Linked DNA regions of Mus musculus: region 2 is linked to region 1. A link is a contact called in public HiChIP or PLAC-seq data. All regions are on one chromosome and are shown on one strand. Each heading gives the region's core, a stretch centred on a gene start, on an enhancer-like site or on the middle of the called end of the contact. The rest is flanking DNA. Distances are from core to core; before and after follow the strand shown.

What was found. HiChIP or PLAC-seq counts read pairs in DNA pulled down with a chosen protein or histone mark.
Region 2: an Esrrb HiChIP or PLAC-seq map of embryonic stem cells shows a contact between it and region 1, with 6 times the contacts expected there. The contact joins two enhancer-like sites. A contact is called at or near these places in 3 of 115 datasets of contacts at active chromatin or transcription factors (all in embryonic stem cells) and 1 of 9 other capture datasets (embryonic stem cells).

Annotation. Positions count from the first base shown.
Region 1 is chr4:44,539,272-44,546,589 of GRCm38.p6, forward strand. The region is part of intron 8 of Pax5 (paired box 5); the gene reads right to left. Among named protein-coding and RNA genes, the nearest start is that of Mir5120, 65 kb to the right of the region's middle. Within about 2 kb of position 4,845, at least 14 of the 459 cell types and tissues checked have an H3K27ac peak or open chromatin away from gene starts, as enhancers often do. A contact at or near this core is called in embryonic stem cells, where this site is marked.
Region 2 is chr4:44,944,202-44,951,519 of GRCm38.p6, forward strand. It overlaps Gm12678 (predicted gene 12678), which reads left to right. Exons shown (of 2, transcript NR_166576.1): 2 at 3,585-4,932. Among named protein-coding and RNA genes, the nearest start is that of Gm12678, 4.1 kb to the left of the region's middle. Within about 2 kb of position 4,215, at least 5 of the 459 cell types and tissues checked have an H3K27ac peak or open chromatin away from gene starts, as enhancers often do. A contact at or near this core is called in embryonic stem cells, where this site is marked.

The DNA of each region.
Region 1 (7,318 bases), core at 3,595-6,094:
CCCCACAGCACACGAGTGTCTGTTCCTACAGGTCTCTACCCTGCCTGCTCCCAGCAAACACCCTGTTTGGCTTCCCCAGGGTCCCTGAGGCTCTCCTGCCCCCTTCCTGGGCTCCATCCAGGAGAGGCCCTCCCTGGGATGCTTCCCCTGACCAGCTCATCCTTCTGTCCTGCCACGGTTTATCCCACAGAGCTCATCACTTTCCAACCTGTCTTGTTCATCATGTTCATCTTGTTAATTATCTGTCTCTTCCACGAGGCTGAGAAGTCCTTGGGGACAGAGTTTTGTCTGTTTATGTCTCGATCCCAAGCTTCAGCACAGGCTTGGCATCCGTCTGCATGCATGGATGACTAATTGTTGAGTGGGTGAGTGGATGAGTGAATGAATGAATGAGTGAATGAGTGAATGTAGGTCAGCCAGGGACCTGTTACTGAGTGGACTGAGTGGACCTTTTCTTGGATAATGGCCCCCAATTTTAGTTCCCACAGCCAGGGATATGCTGTGGACTCTTCTGTGGGCTAAGATTTAAATTATTTTCTGATTCATTGTCCATCACAACATCCTGGGCCCAGGAGGAGACACCTACCTGGACCCCTACCAGGTGCCCTTAGAGTCATGGTGTGGTGGGTATCTGAGTCCTTGTCCTGTGTAATGCCCTTTAGAGTATTATACTCTTGGAAAGGGATCCTGGCTATCTCAGGGACTTGAAGCTGACCTGGAGGCTGTCCAGCCACCTGTTGAGGACTCTGCAATGGTGCCTGACTATCTCAAGTGCTATATAGTAAGCTAATATTGTGTACAGAGTAGAAAAGCTACTCCAGATCTTACTACCAAGGAAGCTGTCCACAGAGCTGGTCCACACAGTAACAAAGTTGGCTGGGGACAACAGACTGACCAGGCAGATGCCACAGTCTTCGATCAACTGGTGTGGGGCCAGGCTTCATGGGTTCAAATCCTGAGTTTGCCTCTTCAAAGTTCTGGAAATCCCAGTGAGTCGCTCAATTTCCTCTGTACCTCAGTTTCCTTCTCTGTAAAGCTGGGGCAATTGCAAAGCTCATGTGGTGCTTGCAGAGGTTCAAAGAAGGCTCAGCACATGTCAGCCATGGTGACATGCTCCTCCATCAGTCCCCAAGTCTTCCTGGGCATCCAGAATCAAACTGAAGCTCCCAGCCACCCTGTGATGCTCACAAGACTAGTAAAACTGCATTTCAGTTGTGAAGTGGTTTCCCTGGGGCCAGAGCATAACTCCAAGGCCAAGTTCCTACCTCCCGGCCCGGCCCTGGACTCTTGTCTTTAAGACATTGTTTTTCCACCACAGGCTCTGTTTCCTCTTTTGTCAAAGGGCAGAGCAGACCAAATGCTGTAGAACCCAGTGGTTCTCAACTTTCCTGACGCTGAGAGCTCGTCATCCTGTCCCTCAGCTTGTGGTGACCTCAACCATAAAATTATTTCATGGCTACTTCACAACTGTAATTTTGAATCCTAGTGTATCTGATATGTGACCCCTGTGAGGGTGAGACCCACAGCTATAGGTCTTTACCCAGCTGTGGGGATGCCTTTTCTCTGGGGTAGGCCTGGGGCTCCAACCTCCTCACCGCCATCCTCACGGTGAGGAGAACCTTAGCCTTTGCTGGAACCTAAAACAGAAGCTTGAAAGAGCAAGGTATGCTTAGCTTAGAGTCCTGGGAAGCCTTCTGGGTCCACTGACGGGCCACTGAGAGCAGTCTTAAGACTGGTTAGGACTCCAGCAAGGGAGACGGGACTCTGGGCCAAACTGAAAGCAGGAGCTGGGGCTTGAGGCCGTTCAGTGTGTGTTGTGGGGTGGTGAGGCCTGTGGCAGGGTACGTAAGGGTCAGGGAAGAAGGGGTCTTGTTAGCTGGCACTAGGATCCAGTCAAGGCTGTGGTTAGAAGGGTGAGGTCAGGGGACTTTCCAGTTGGCTAGTATATGATCCTTCTCTAGAGCAGGGAACCAAAGTGCCTGGTTCTAGCTTTTGCTGGGGCTTCCAGAGGTAAAGCCAATAGGCCCAAGGTCAAAGGTCATACAACAAAACACCTTTCTTTATGAGTTTACCCAGCCAAAAAAGACTCTGCCCTACCTTGGGGCTCCTTGCCTCTTTCTACTGATTCATACTCTGGATACCTCTCAAAGGAACCCCTTAAATCATAGATTTTTTATGTCTCATTAACAAGGAGGATTCTATGTGGCCCCAGAAGGGAGGGAAGGTCACCTTGTGTCCAGATAGCTGTCACTCAGATACCTGTTAGTAAGTAGGACCCATCACTCAGTAGAATCTTCATCCAAGAGGCACAGCGCATCCTGGCTCTCCTTCAAGAGCTACAGGTTCTGTCTAGAGTTCAACGCATGGAAGCATCTGAGAACTCTCCAATAGCAAACCAGTGCCAAACAACTGATCTGTCTGGTCAGTGGAGTGGCCCCATGGAGGAAACTGTGGATGAAGGCCTGTGGTTAGCACACAAGCTGGGCCCCTCATGGTGTCATGGGAGCACAAGGGAGGACCTGAGGCCAGCTGAGAGCTTATTAACCATCAGCACTTCTTCTCAAAGGATGTGTGGCTTTGGGCAAGTGACTGCACCTGTCTGAGCAGTCTCCTCATCTTCAATATGGACTAAATAAATCATTACTTATGGTTTGGATGTCCCCACACAAAAAGTCAAGTTGGCATTCATCTCTAGTAAGAAGCGTTAAGAGGGTGGAAGGAGCTGGGTGCTGTGGTGCACGCCTTCCATACCAACACTGAGGCAGAGGCAAGAGGATCTCTGTGAGCTCAAGACCAGACCAGCCTGGTCTACAGAGTGAGTTCCAGGACAGCCAGGACTACACAGAGAAACCCTGTCTCAGAAAAACAAACAAACAAAACCCAAAAAAACCCAACTAACCAAAAAACAACAACAACAAAACAAACAAACAAAAAAAAAGAGGGTGGAAGCCAGATCAGATTATTGTATTTGGAGGCTGGACTTTGGGGAAGTAACTAAAGATACCTGCGGTCATGGGGGAGGGGCATTAACACCATGGAACTGGGGCTTTATAAGCAGAGAGACTTGAACTATGTCCTGTGGTCATGTGAGGTCCTGAAACACCTCAGGAGTCAGCAGGGTTCCCTGTTAGCAAGAAGAGCTTCACCGGGTACAGCTGCCTGAGTGAACCTCCCAGTCCTCGGAGCTGTGAGCTAACCAACCCTCACTCTCTATAAGTACAGCCTGCACCATTCTGCTATAGCAACAGAAAACGCACTAAGGCAAGCACCTGCATCACGGGCCCTGCATCACAGTGATGCAGTGTTTCTGGAGGGACAATGTGACCTCCTCCCAACATGGAGAAACTAGGGAAGGTGGGGATGGAGGGAAATGGAAAAGAGCCCCACTAACAAGTGGGGGACAGGCTCCAAATGGATTTCCCAGCTTTTACTGAGTTCTTAGGTATGCAGAGGGAAGATCTGGGTGTAGGGGTGGAAGTAGAGAGAGCTGAGGGCCTGGCTGTGTGTGAGAAGATGGAAGGACCTGAGTGGAGGGACTTGAAGATGCAAATGCCCACATGGAATGTGTATGAGTACGTGTGTGCATATGTGTGTGTGCGTGCGTGTGTGTGGTATGTGTGTGTGTCTGTGTGTCTTTATCTGTGAGTGTGCATGTGTGTGAACATGTGTGTCTGTGTGTCTGAGCATGTGTGTGAGTGTGTGTATTTGTATTTGTGTATGTGCACACATGAGTGTGCATGTGTGTGTGTATGTGAGAGAGCCGTGTGTATGCATGTGTGTCTGTGTATCTGTGTGTGTGAGCATGTGTGTGCATGTATGTGTGTGTGCACATGTAAGCATGCATGCATGCATGCATGTGAGAGAGCTCTGTGTATTTGTATTTGTGTATCTACATACATAAGTGTGCGTGTGTGTATGTATGTGAGAGAGCTATGAATGTTAGAGAGCTGTGTGTATGCATGTGTGTCTGTGTATCTGTGTATGTGAGCATGTGTGTGCATGTATGTGTGTGTGCACATGTAAGCATGCATGTGTGCATGCATGTGAGAGAGCTCTGTGTGTGTGTGTGTGTGTGAACATCTGAGGAGTGGGAATCCTCGATTCAGTCTTAGGTGTTGTGTAATTACTGAAACTCTCCCCCTGTCCATCGCCCATGCATCCTTAAAGCTTGCCATTCACTGGTTTGTGTATGGATGCCCTCTCCAAAGTTCATGGAGAATTTTGGGTGCCATGTGACTATTTTGAGGGTAGTCTTATGGGACGTCAGCTCTTAGGAGGGTAAGCTGTGGAAAGCTAACCCACGCGTTCTTGCTTGTCACTCCTGTGCTCTTGCTCTCTGACTTTCCCCACATCATTCCATCCTGGCTGGATGCTGCTGCTGTGCCCTTACACTTCCCAACCTCCAGCACAGTGTGCCAAGAGAAACTTCTCCTCCTCACAAAGCACCCAGCCTCAGGTATGTTGTTATAGCAACAGAAAACACACTGAAACAAGTCTGACGTGGTGTTTTCCCCAGACATGGGGTCAGAGGAGATTCCTGGGTGCCATGCTTGTATGGACAGTGGAGTTACGGTACAGGCATGGTCAAAGGTCATAGTGTAGATCACAGAGTCACAGGCCAGTGTGGGAGAGAAGCCTGGAAACACTGCGAAACTGTGAAGGAGAACACCGTAGTTTTCTACATGGTGGCAGACAAGGATCTGATTACCTCTTGCTTTTAATTGTTGTGTTAAAGGAGAGCAGCCAGAAAGGAATGGTTTGGCCCAAAGAGTCAACTGAGCAAAGGCAGGGAGGTGTAAAGGCTGGATCCCTCCAGACAGTCCCAGGCCACACCCTGGGTGTGGTCCTGCATGCTCTGACCTAGAGCTGCCTACCATGGGGAAGAAGGTAGAAAAATGGCCTTTAGGGGTCTGTAAAGACAGCTCAGCTGTTGAGTGCTTGCTCTTCCAGAGCACCAGAGTTCAGTTCAATACCTACATCTGGCAGTTTATAATTGCCTGGAACTCTAGCTCAGGCAGATTTGGTGACCTCTTTTAGTCCTGAGTGCACCCACACACCGGTGGCATACACATATACAGATACACAGACACACACATAAGTAAAAACAAAATCTGTTTTAAAAGACAAAAAAAAAAAAAAAAAAAATCGGCTGGTGGTAGCACACACATTTAATCCCAGTGCATGGGAGGCAGAGGCAGCTGGATCTGTGTGAATTTGAGGCCAGCCTGGTCTACAGAGTGAGTTCCAGGACAGCCAGAACTACACAGAGAAACAATATCTCAAAAAAAGCCAAACCAACCAACCAGTCAAGCAAGCAAGCAACCAACCAAAATCCTGAGTTTGCAGACCTGATTCTGAGGGGTGGGACTGGGTTTCAAGCCTCTTCTGTTGAAGACTGATAGAGAAAACTCTAGGCTGGGGAGAAGGGCGGGTACCCACTGCAGACCCACCCACTGCAGACCCACCCACTGCTAACAGGCTTCCCCAGCAAGGCAGTCCAAAGAATTTCAGAGGACACCACTCCAGCCATCCTCCTTTTAATCACAAGCTATCTCAGGTTTGCCTGTCTCTCTATCCTTCTAGCCTGTTACTGTTACCATTTTTTTTTCATTTTTAAGTTAAGTTGCCAATATCAGTACATTTTAAGTACTCCAGTATACATATCATGAACTAAAGTTCATAGCCAATTTAATGAGCACATTTTCCCTTTGGATATAAAGTTTACATGTAACAAAACAAGCAGCTACTAATGCCTTCATTTGACAAGTGCATGAACTATGTTACCCAAGCCAGAAACTCTGATGAGTTCTGGAATGTTAGCATCACCCTACAGAGAATGCCAAGACCCAGCTGTGTGGCTATATCATCACATGCTCTCAGGTTCCAAGTTAGCTCTGACCACTGAAGGGCCCCTGATGGCCACCAGCAGCCCCTGCGAGGTCACTCAGAATTTGCGGGGAAGAGCTCTTCCCTTCGAAGTTTAAGGAATGTAACTAGAAGTCAAGCCTGCTGGTGTGGACCTGTCAGTCCAGCCACTCTGGAGGCTGAGAAACAAGCAAGTTCAGAGTCTGCATGACAGGGAGGGAGCCCCAGGTCAGTCTGGGCAACTTAGGGAGAGTAGGTCTCAAAACAGAAAGTAAGCAGAGGGCCAGGGAGGGAGGGATAGAGTGCCCCACTGGCATGAGCAGTGCCTAGTGCTTCCAGACAAGCAAGCAAGCAAGCAAGCAAGCAACAACAAACAACAAACAAAACAGCCAAACCACACCAAAACATTAGGATAGACGTGGGTTCCCTCAAACATCCCAGCCTTCCAAATACAAAAGAAAAAGCCCTGAAACTCTCACTACATTTGAGTGTAGAGGGGACGGTGATGAAATGGTCTCAACCAGAGAAGCCTGGGGCTCCAGCATCATTTTCTCCTTCACTCAGATCCCAGAGATGGCAAGAAAGTCAAAGTTTCCCAAAATCCTCAGAAGTGACAGGCAAACAGGCTCCACATAGCTCTTAATTAACCCAAAACGACACCTGCCAGATGACAGGAATTTGCGTGCTCGCTGGGGGCCGACCTGTCTGCAGATGGTCCGCTCCCACCTCTGCTCCAGACCTTGCCGGCTGCAATTAACATATGGAAAGTCTTTCAAAGTGACTTCACAGTCAACTTCTGTTTCCGAAGGAGCCAAACTGGGCTGGGAGAGAAAAAAAATCTTTGTGGAGGAGGAGGAGAACTGGACGAGGAGAAGAGATCTGAAAGGAGCCAAGGGTTCCTCAGCTGTTCCCTGTGGTCTTGTAGACCCACATGACAGGTGGTGGGTCAGGAATCAGCAGGTACTTGGGCTGTTGCGTTGCAGAACTGTCTGTGACCACGGTGACCAAAATAAGGACATGACATAGACACAGCCTATGCATTAGTATGCTATTCAATATACATATTACACATAGACAGGATGTAAACATATATGCATACACCTGTATGAATATACAGCAATATAAACAATATATACATAGGTATGTATGTGTATGCTTATGTGTACATATCTCTGCATGTGTGTATATTGACAGGGCTCTGTCAAAGTCTCTCTGAGTGACCAAATAAAAAGATTATTATTATTATTATTATTATTATCAAGCCTCAGTTTTCTCTGTGAAAATGACAACCAGAAGACTTTCCTTTCCCCTCTTCTCTGCATCCAGCCTCCAGCCTGGCCCTACACAGGCCAAGGGATGCTTGCCCTCCCTCTCCACAGCAAGACCTTCCTGGGCTCCCAATAGGGAGGCAAAAACCAGAGCTCAGGGAAGGTCAGCCTGTCAACCTGGACAG
Region 2 (7,318 bases), core at 2,965-5,464, 400 kb after region 1:
TTTATAGATGGCAGGCTAGCCTCAAATTCAGAGATCTGCCTGCCTCTGCCTCCCGAGTACTGTGATTAAAAACATGTGCCACCACCAAGGGGTTGTTTGCCTTGCTTCTTAATAAGATTCAGTTGGGAGAATTCTTCAAGATGACACCCTCACTTTGTTTTATATCTTCCCTTTGCCCCCTGATCCCAGTTTACAGAGAGGGCAACACTCAGTCCTAGAGAAAAGAAGAGGAGAGGAGGGGAGGAGAGCTGGGGGGGGGGGGTGTAGGGAGGAAGGGAGGAGGGGAGGGGAGGGGAGATCTCCCTAGTTAATATGGTGAGCCAAATTCACAAGACTGAACAGGCAAGGACAAGGGTCTCTCAGGTTTGACTGATGCTGGAGGCCCCCCCCACACACACACACACACTGGAGCCTCCAGGATCAGGGCCTCAGAAAGAACTGTGCTCTGCCGTTCCCAGCCTTGCCCCGGAAGGCCCTAGGCCAGTAACTGCCTGAGTGCCAACAGAGTACACCACAGAGCTGAGCCTGCGGGCCAGCAGGGCTTCCTTCTGAGTTTCAGTGGGGTATTTCGGGTGGATTTTTCAATTATCCAGATTAGCATTAGGTAAATCCCCATGAATAGGGGCTTCTCGTTTTTTTTTATAATAACAGCTGTCAAAATGGAAGTGAGTGTGCAAATGACCTGCCTTTTGTGGTTAAACAAGAGGGGACAGGGATACCAGCCAGGTTCTAACCCCACCCTCACCTGCTCGGGACTGACTCCCTCACCGTCTGAACACCACAGACTCTGAGCTTCTCGCCACAATCTGCTTCCACATAAATGCAGAACCTGTTAACTATTTCTCCAGTGCAAACCCGTGATCAAGACGCAGGGTTGTGTGCTGCTTCAGTCCTACAGCAAGGGTCTGTAGCATGGGAGGATGCAGGGGCTCAGTGGGATTTTCATAGTCACTGCCCCAGGGGCCACCTCGCCCTCTGTGGTCCCCAACTGCTCACTCTCGGTTCCAAAGCAGTGAATGTCAGGGTAGCAAGATGAACTCTAGGACCGTAAAAGTGGGAGTAAAATTATGTGGTTTATAGTCAGCATATAGATTCGGGGACTGTGTTTATAAAGAAAGACTATAGGAAAATAGAAAGGCACATAAAGAAATACAAAAGCCAGCTGGGCGTGGTGGCACACGCCTTTAATCCCAGCACTCGGGAGGCAGAGGCAGGCGGATTTCTGAGTTTGAGGCCAGCTTGGTCTACAGAGTGAGTTCCAGGACAGCCAGGGCTACACAGAGAAACCCTGTCTCGAAAAAACAAACAAAATAACAAAAAACAAAAAACAGAAAAAAGAAAAAGAAAAGAAATGGATGAGGGTGAGCCCAGCATCCCAGTGGAGCCCAGACATGGGCAGTGGCCACTCACAGCTCTCCACACCTGGGGTAGCCCTTGAGACTCTTGGTCTGACTTTGTTGAGCCAGAAAGCCCAGTGTGAGGGACAGAAATTCTGAAGTGGTGTGTCTGACTTCGTAGTTAGTTTCTCAGTCCATAAAATGTGTGCCTGTAGTGGGACAGTAGAGTAGAGGGTACTGACTGAGCCGTTCCCAGAAACCTGCCACCAAGTCTAAACTTTTTCTCATTGAAATACACATCTGTATTTCAGAAGTTTCAAAAAAATATCGCTGGAAGATGTGTCCCTGTGCCACGCCTTGCCCCTGGGGTCTTCATACAGTTTTGCGTGGTACCTAAATATGTATACAACATTCTCACCCACATGTTCTAAGGGACCACTCACACAGTTTTACAATATGCCTCTTTTAAGATGCATTTTTTTCTTAGCTGTATGCATGTATCTCCTCGTTTGCATCTGTGCACATGAGTACAGATGCCCACAGAGGCATCAAATCTCTCTGTAGCTGGAGTCAAAAAAAGTTTTGTTTTAATTTATTTATTATATGTGAGTACACTGTAGCTGTCTTCAGACACTCCAGAAGAGGGCATCAGTTCTTATTACAGATGGTTGTGAGCCACCATGTGGTTGCTGGGATTTGAACTCAGGACCTCTGGAAGAGCAGTCAGTGCTCTTAACCTCTGAGCCATCTCTCCAGCCACCTTAAAAGCAGTGTTGAGCTGCCCAACATGGGTGCTGGGACCAAACTCAGGTTCTCTGTTAGAACAGAGCATGCTCTTAACCCTGAGCTAGTTCTGCGCTCATGGCTCTCCTACCGTCTCAGCCTTCTGAGTGAAGCACACCCAGCTCTCCCTGAGTTCTCATCTCAGGACTGCAATTAAGGTGCAATGTATAATTTGCTTAACAAGTTATCTCTAGCTTGGACAGAGCCTCTCATTTTTTTTTATTACTATAGCATTTATTATTAATTTGTAATGATTCCCTTTTCCCAATGCCTTCATAATTTTTCTCTGGGGTACCTCTCAGAGATATGTGGGTAACTCAGGTTCATGTCCTCAGAAGAGAGCAGAGATGAACCAGCTCTGGAGAGGCTGGGTCACAAACTTTGTTCCAGGATTCAGGATAGAGAAGTTGGCCTGGGGGTAGATCGGCATGCTACTCCCATCCCTGTGAAAGTCTGAAGATCAGAAGTTAGGGGCTGTACTGGCTAGTTTTGTGTCAACTTGACACAGCTGGAGTTATCACAGAGAAGGAGCTTCAGTTGAGGAAATGCCTCCATGAGATCCAGCTGTAAGGTATTTTCTCAATTAGTGATCAAGGGGGAAAGGCCCCTTGTGGGTGGGACCATCTCTAGGCTGGTAGTCTTGGTTCTATAAGAGAGCAGGCTGAGCAAGCCAGGGGAGGCAAGCCAGTAAAGAACATCCCTCCATGGCCTCTGCATCAGCTCCTGCTTCCTGACCTGCTTGAGTTCCAGTCCTGACTTTCTTGGTGATGAACAGCAGTATGGAAGTGTAAGCCGAATAAACCCTTTCCTCCCCAACTTGCTTCTTGGTCATGATGTTTGTGCAGGAATAGAAACCCTGACTAAGACAGGGCTGAGCAGCGTGCTCAGTGGCAGCGACAGACAGTCACATATACCGCCCGGTTAAGCACAGCCCTTCCTTGTGGAAAGTTTACATCCAGATAGATCTGCACGGAAAGAGAACACTCACCCAACACAGGCCAAACTCTGTGCTGCACTCCAGGATGTCACCCCACCCCACCCCCACCCTACCCCCACCCCACCCTACCCCCACCCCCACTGCTCCCCAACCCCTCCCCACCCCACCCTACCCCCACCCCCTCCCCTACTGCTCCCCCACCCCACCTCACCCCCACCCCCACTGCTCAGGGTTCTTTCCAGGAGGAGGCTGTGGCTGGTGCTAAGGTTTGTTCCTGTGTGGCCGTTCATAAGCAAGAACACCCAGGAATGACCCTACCAACAAGGAGGACCAGAGTAACTCAGTTACAAGACTAATATCCAAGTTACACTGTTGAAAATTGTTAACAGTGTTAATGATTTAACCAGGGATACTGGTAATCTCGCCACTCAGGAGACCAGGGCTCCACAGCAACCCAAGGCCAGCCTGCGCTATACAGAGCAAGACCCTGTTTCAATTAATTAATTGATAGCAACCTTATTTTGTAGGGAGAAGAAATCTTGCCCAAAGATCAGTTTATTCCATCGAAGAAACAAGCATTCTATGAGAAGACGTGCTCAGCAGGCTGGAGGGATGCCTCGTGGTGGCGCCCATGGCGGGCTTTGATCCAGTAGACCTCTGACTTGCCCTTTGGCCTCTTCTAGCCCCTGCTCCAACCCTGCCGACACTCTCTGCGAAGGGAGCACATCACTAGTCCCCCAGGGCCTGACAGACACACAGCTGATGATCACAGATGAAGCTGTTTCCAGCTTGTTTGTCCCCTCAGCATTGACTGGCCCGTAACATATACCTCATCATAGAGCCACATGTGCCAGTCCTTCCCACAGATCATGGTGCCTTTATACTCCCTGCATCTGATTGGAACTCTGACTGATGTCCTGAGTATTGACACATGCCAGGGAAGTGTTCTCCCCAGAAGTTGGCCTGTCCTTGCTAAAGCTCCATTTCCATTGACTTGGGAGGCTAGCACATCCATGCTTCCCAGTCAGAAAACACTGTGAAGATTCCTCTCGTGCAGGCTCTCCATCCTATTCAAACTTGGTTGATTCTACAGCACAGACCACACAGCCCGGAAGCAGCCTTGTGTGGCTGTTTGTCTAGAGGCTGGAAAGGTAGCTGGTAGGTGTGGTTCACCTAGCAGGCATGGTTAGCACAAGCCTATAACCCCAGAACTCAGGAGAGGGAGTTAGATGGGTCAGAAATTCTGGGTCATCCTCAGCTACATAGACAGTTCAAGGCCATTCTGGGCTACAGAAAGCCCTGTCCTTTAAAAAAAAAAATTACAATACAGGTCTGGGGGCTGGGGTGTGGCTCTGTGATAGAGCTCTTGCTTAGCATGCATAAGGCTGTGTTTGATATCTGCAATTCAAAAAGGAGAAGGGGGGAGGGGAGGAGGAGGAAGAAGTGGGAGGGGAGGTGATCCAAACCAATAGTGTTTTAAATTCCTCTGTCCAATACTTCAAAGGCTTGATACAGGCGGGCATATTCTGTGCAGCACCAGGTGGTTCCCACAGCCCCATGCGCCTAGAGCTCTTGTCACTAATAGATGAGATGACTGTACTGAGAGAGTAGGGAAATCCACTTCTGTCACATCAAGTAAGAATCAGGCTGTGCTCTGGCTGGTCGGATTAATGTGACTTTCGTGTCTGTCATCCATGTTCTTTCTTACCTGGTGATGGAGTGTCCCTTTCCCTCTGACTCACAGTGCCCTCAAGCAAGCTGGGCACATAAGCAGAGAGAAGAAGAAGCCGTTGGTGCTACCATATCTTGCCAGTACAGAATTCTGTATTCAAATTAGATGGGGCAGTCTCCATGAATAAAATTACATTTCCCAAAGGACTGTGTCCAATTTAAATGGCTAAGAGGCCAAGAAGGGCGGCTGGCGGTTAGGACTGAGCACCGGCTCATCTGTGTTGCTAACTCTGCTGAAGAGGGAAGGGCCGTGGAGATCATAGAAGCAAAGGGTCTAGGTCCTTGGACTAGCTGGCCTCTGGGGACCAGAGCCACCAAGAATGCTAACCAGGTCTCTGAAGGGTGGTGAAGTTGTCAACCGCTCTCCCCTGGCTCCCCCTTCCCCGTTCCCCATGTTTGGAAGAGTGATCTTAATAAATGGTTGTAAGGTAATGGTGGATGCTTTTGGCTGGCAATTCAGGGACCAGCTAGCTGATGCACGGGGCAATGGCTGCTTGGACAAAGCCCGTGGGGTGCCTAGAAGCTACACGGCCTCTAAGGGTGCTCTGGATTGCCATGCAACGCCACGCCGAGCTTAAAACAAAACTGTTCTCTCTCTTTGCCACTCTTGTGTTTCCAAACTTTATTGTTCCTGAGCCATTTACAGCTATTAAATCCACCCAAGTCAGATGGAATATATGGAGAGAGGGGCTCATTGCCAATACCCCCAAATAAAATAGAACAGAGTTAATTGGCCCTTCAGTGGCCACTGGATGGTGACAGTTCTTTGGGGCTCCCCTACTCCTCTGACCACCTCTCCTAGTGGTTCTCACCAGGCAGCATCCATCACCAGCGCCCGGAGGGCCCTGAGAGGGTCCTTAGGGAGGTGACGCCACCAAGACCCAGAGCTATGGACTGTCACAAGACTCAGGTTCCACTGCCACAGGCCAGAGAAGCATTCATTGTCCAGACATTGCAGGAGTAGGCTCAGCCAGCGTGAGTGTCCCCTCTGTCCCCTGAACCAGCTGGCCTGGCCACACTCTAGCTATACAGGAAGAATGTGGGAATGTGTCTGTAGACACATTTCCATCTGGCTTTGTTGCCTGCTACAGTAGAGAGGTGAGTCGTTCCCCGAGACCTCAATCTGTTGGAAGCTTAGTGTAGTGTGCAGTGTGGCCACGCCCAGCAGGAGGTAAGGGCATCTCCCAGCTCCACTTCCACAGGAGGATTAACGTCCTCAGGAAGGGGTTAAGACTCTAACCCCTGTGCCACACTTCCACACAGCCCCAGTGGTCCCTCACCAGGACCAGCATTATGTTGTCAGACTTGCCAGCCAGAATCACAAGCCAATCAAACCTCTCTTCATAAGTGTGGAGCCATGTGCCTGTAATCCCAGGATTTGGGAGGTTGAAGCAGGAAGATCAGGAGTTCAAGGTCAGCCACGGCTACTTAGCAACAGTGAGGCCCTCTGGGCTACCTGAGACCCTCACTTAAACAAAACCAAGCCAAACCAAACCTCTTTACTTGTTACTCACGTTATCAGGTAATTGTTATGTCAACAGACAATGGGCCAAGTCCCCACCGCACATAAACTCTTCATCGTGACATTGTCAAAGAGGTTAGAAGTGGCAGTTCTCAGCTTCTCTCTGTATAACTGTCCCTGTATTCCTAGCTGATATTGTCCCTGAGGCAGGACCAATAAATGCATTCTGTGTGACACTGGACCATGACCTCAGAGTTTGGACAAACAGATGAATATGGATGAAGGTAGCTTTATAGGAAGGAGACCAGAATGGGCCAAGTCATCATAGGAAGGTCCTCCTTGCCTGCTTCCCACAGAGGAGGAGTTTGGGAGAATGTATGGGAGCTGATATGGGACCAAGAGTGCTGTGGAGCAGGTGGAACAGTTGAGCCTACAGCCCTTAACCAGGGCAACACTGAGACCACGAGGAAGTCTGAGTCTGCATCCCTTAGCCAAGGCAGCATTGACACCATAGGGAAGTCTCTAATAGTACAGAAGTAAACAGCTTGGTAGCCCTAACCTTTGAGGTCAAGAAAAGCAGTGTTTTCAACTCTGAATTGTTTTTTAAAAAGGGGGGTCAAATGAGAAGGGTTCGTGTCCCTAAAATACGCCTAGAAACAGCACCCCGTACTGAGCCCCTAAGCGCTTCTCCTGATGGGAATTCAAGTGTGGCAGGCTGGATTCTCAGGCCACCATGTAGTCTTGGCATTTGGAATTACTCTCCAGAGTCTTCTCTGGGCCTGAGTTTCCCCATCCATAAAATCAAAGGATTGGATGGACCGGCTCTCCGGCTTTCTGCTCAGATCTGAAAGCCAGATATGCCAGGTGGTCTCCTTACACATATTTTAAATACGTAGGAAAACAAGTATGCTGGTTGTCTTAGGGTTTCACTGCTGTGAGCAGACACCATAACTAAGTCTTATAAAGAACAACATTTAATTGGGGCTGGCTTACAAGTTCAGAGGTTCAGTCCATTATCATCAAGGTGGGAACATAGCAGCATCCAGGCAGGCATGGTGTTGGAGGAGC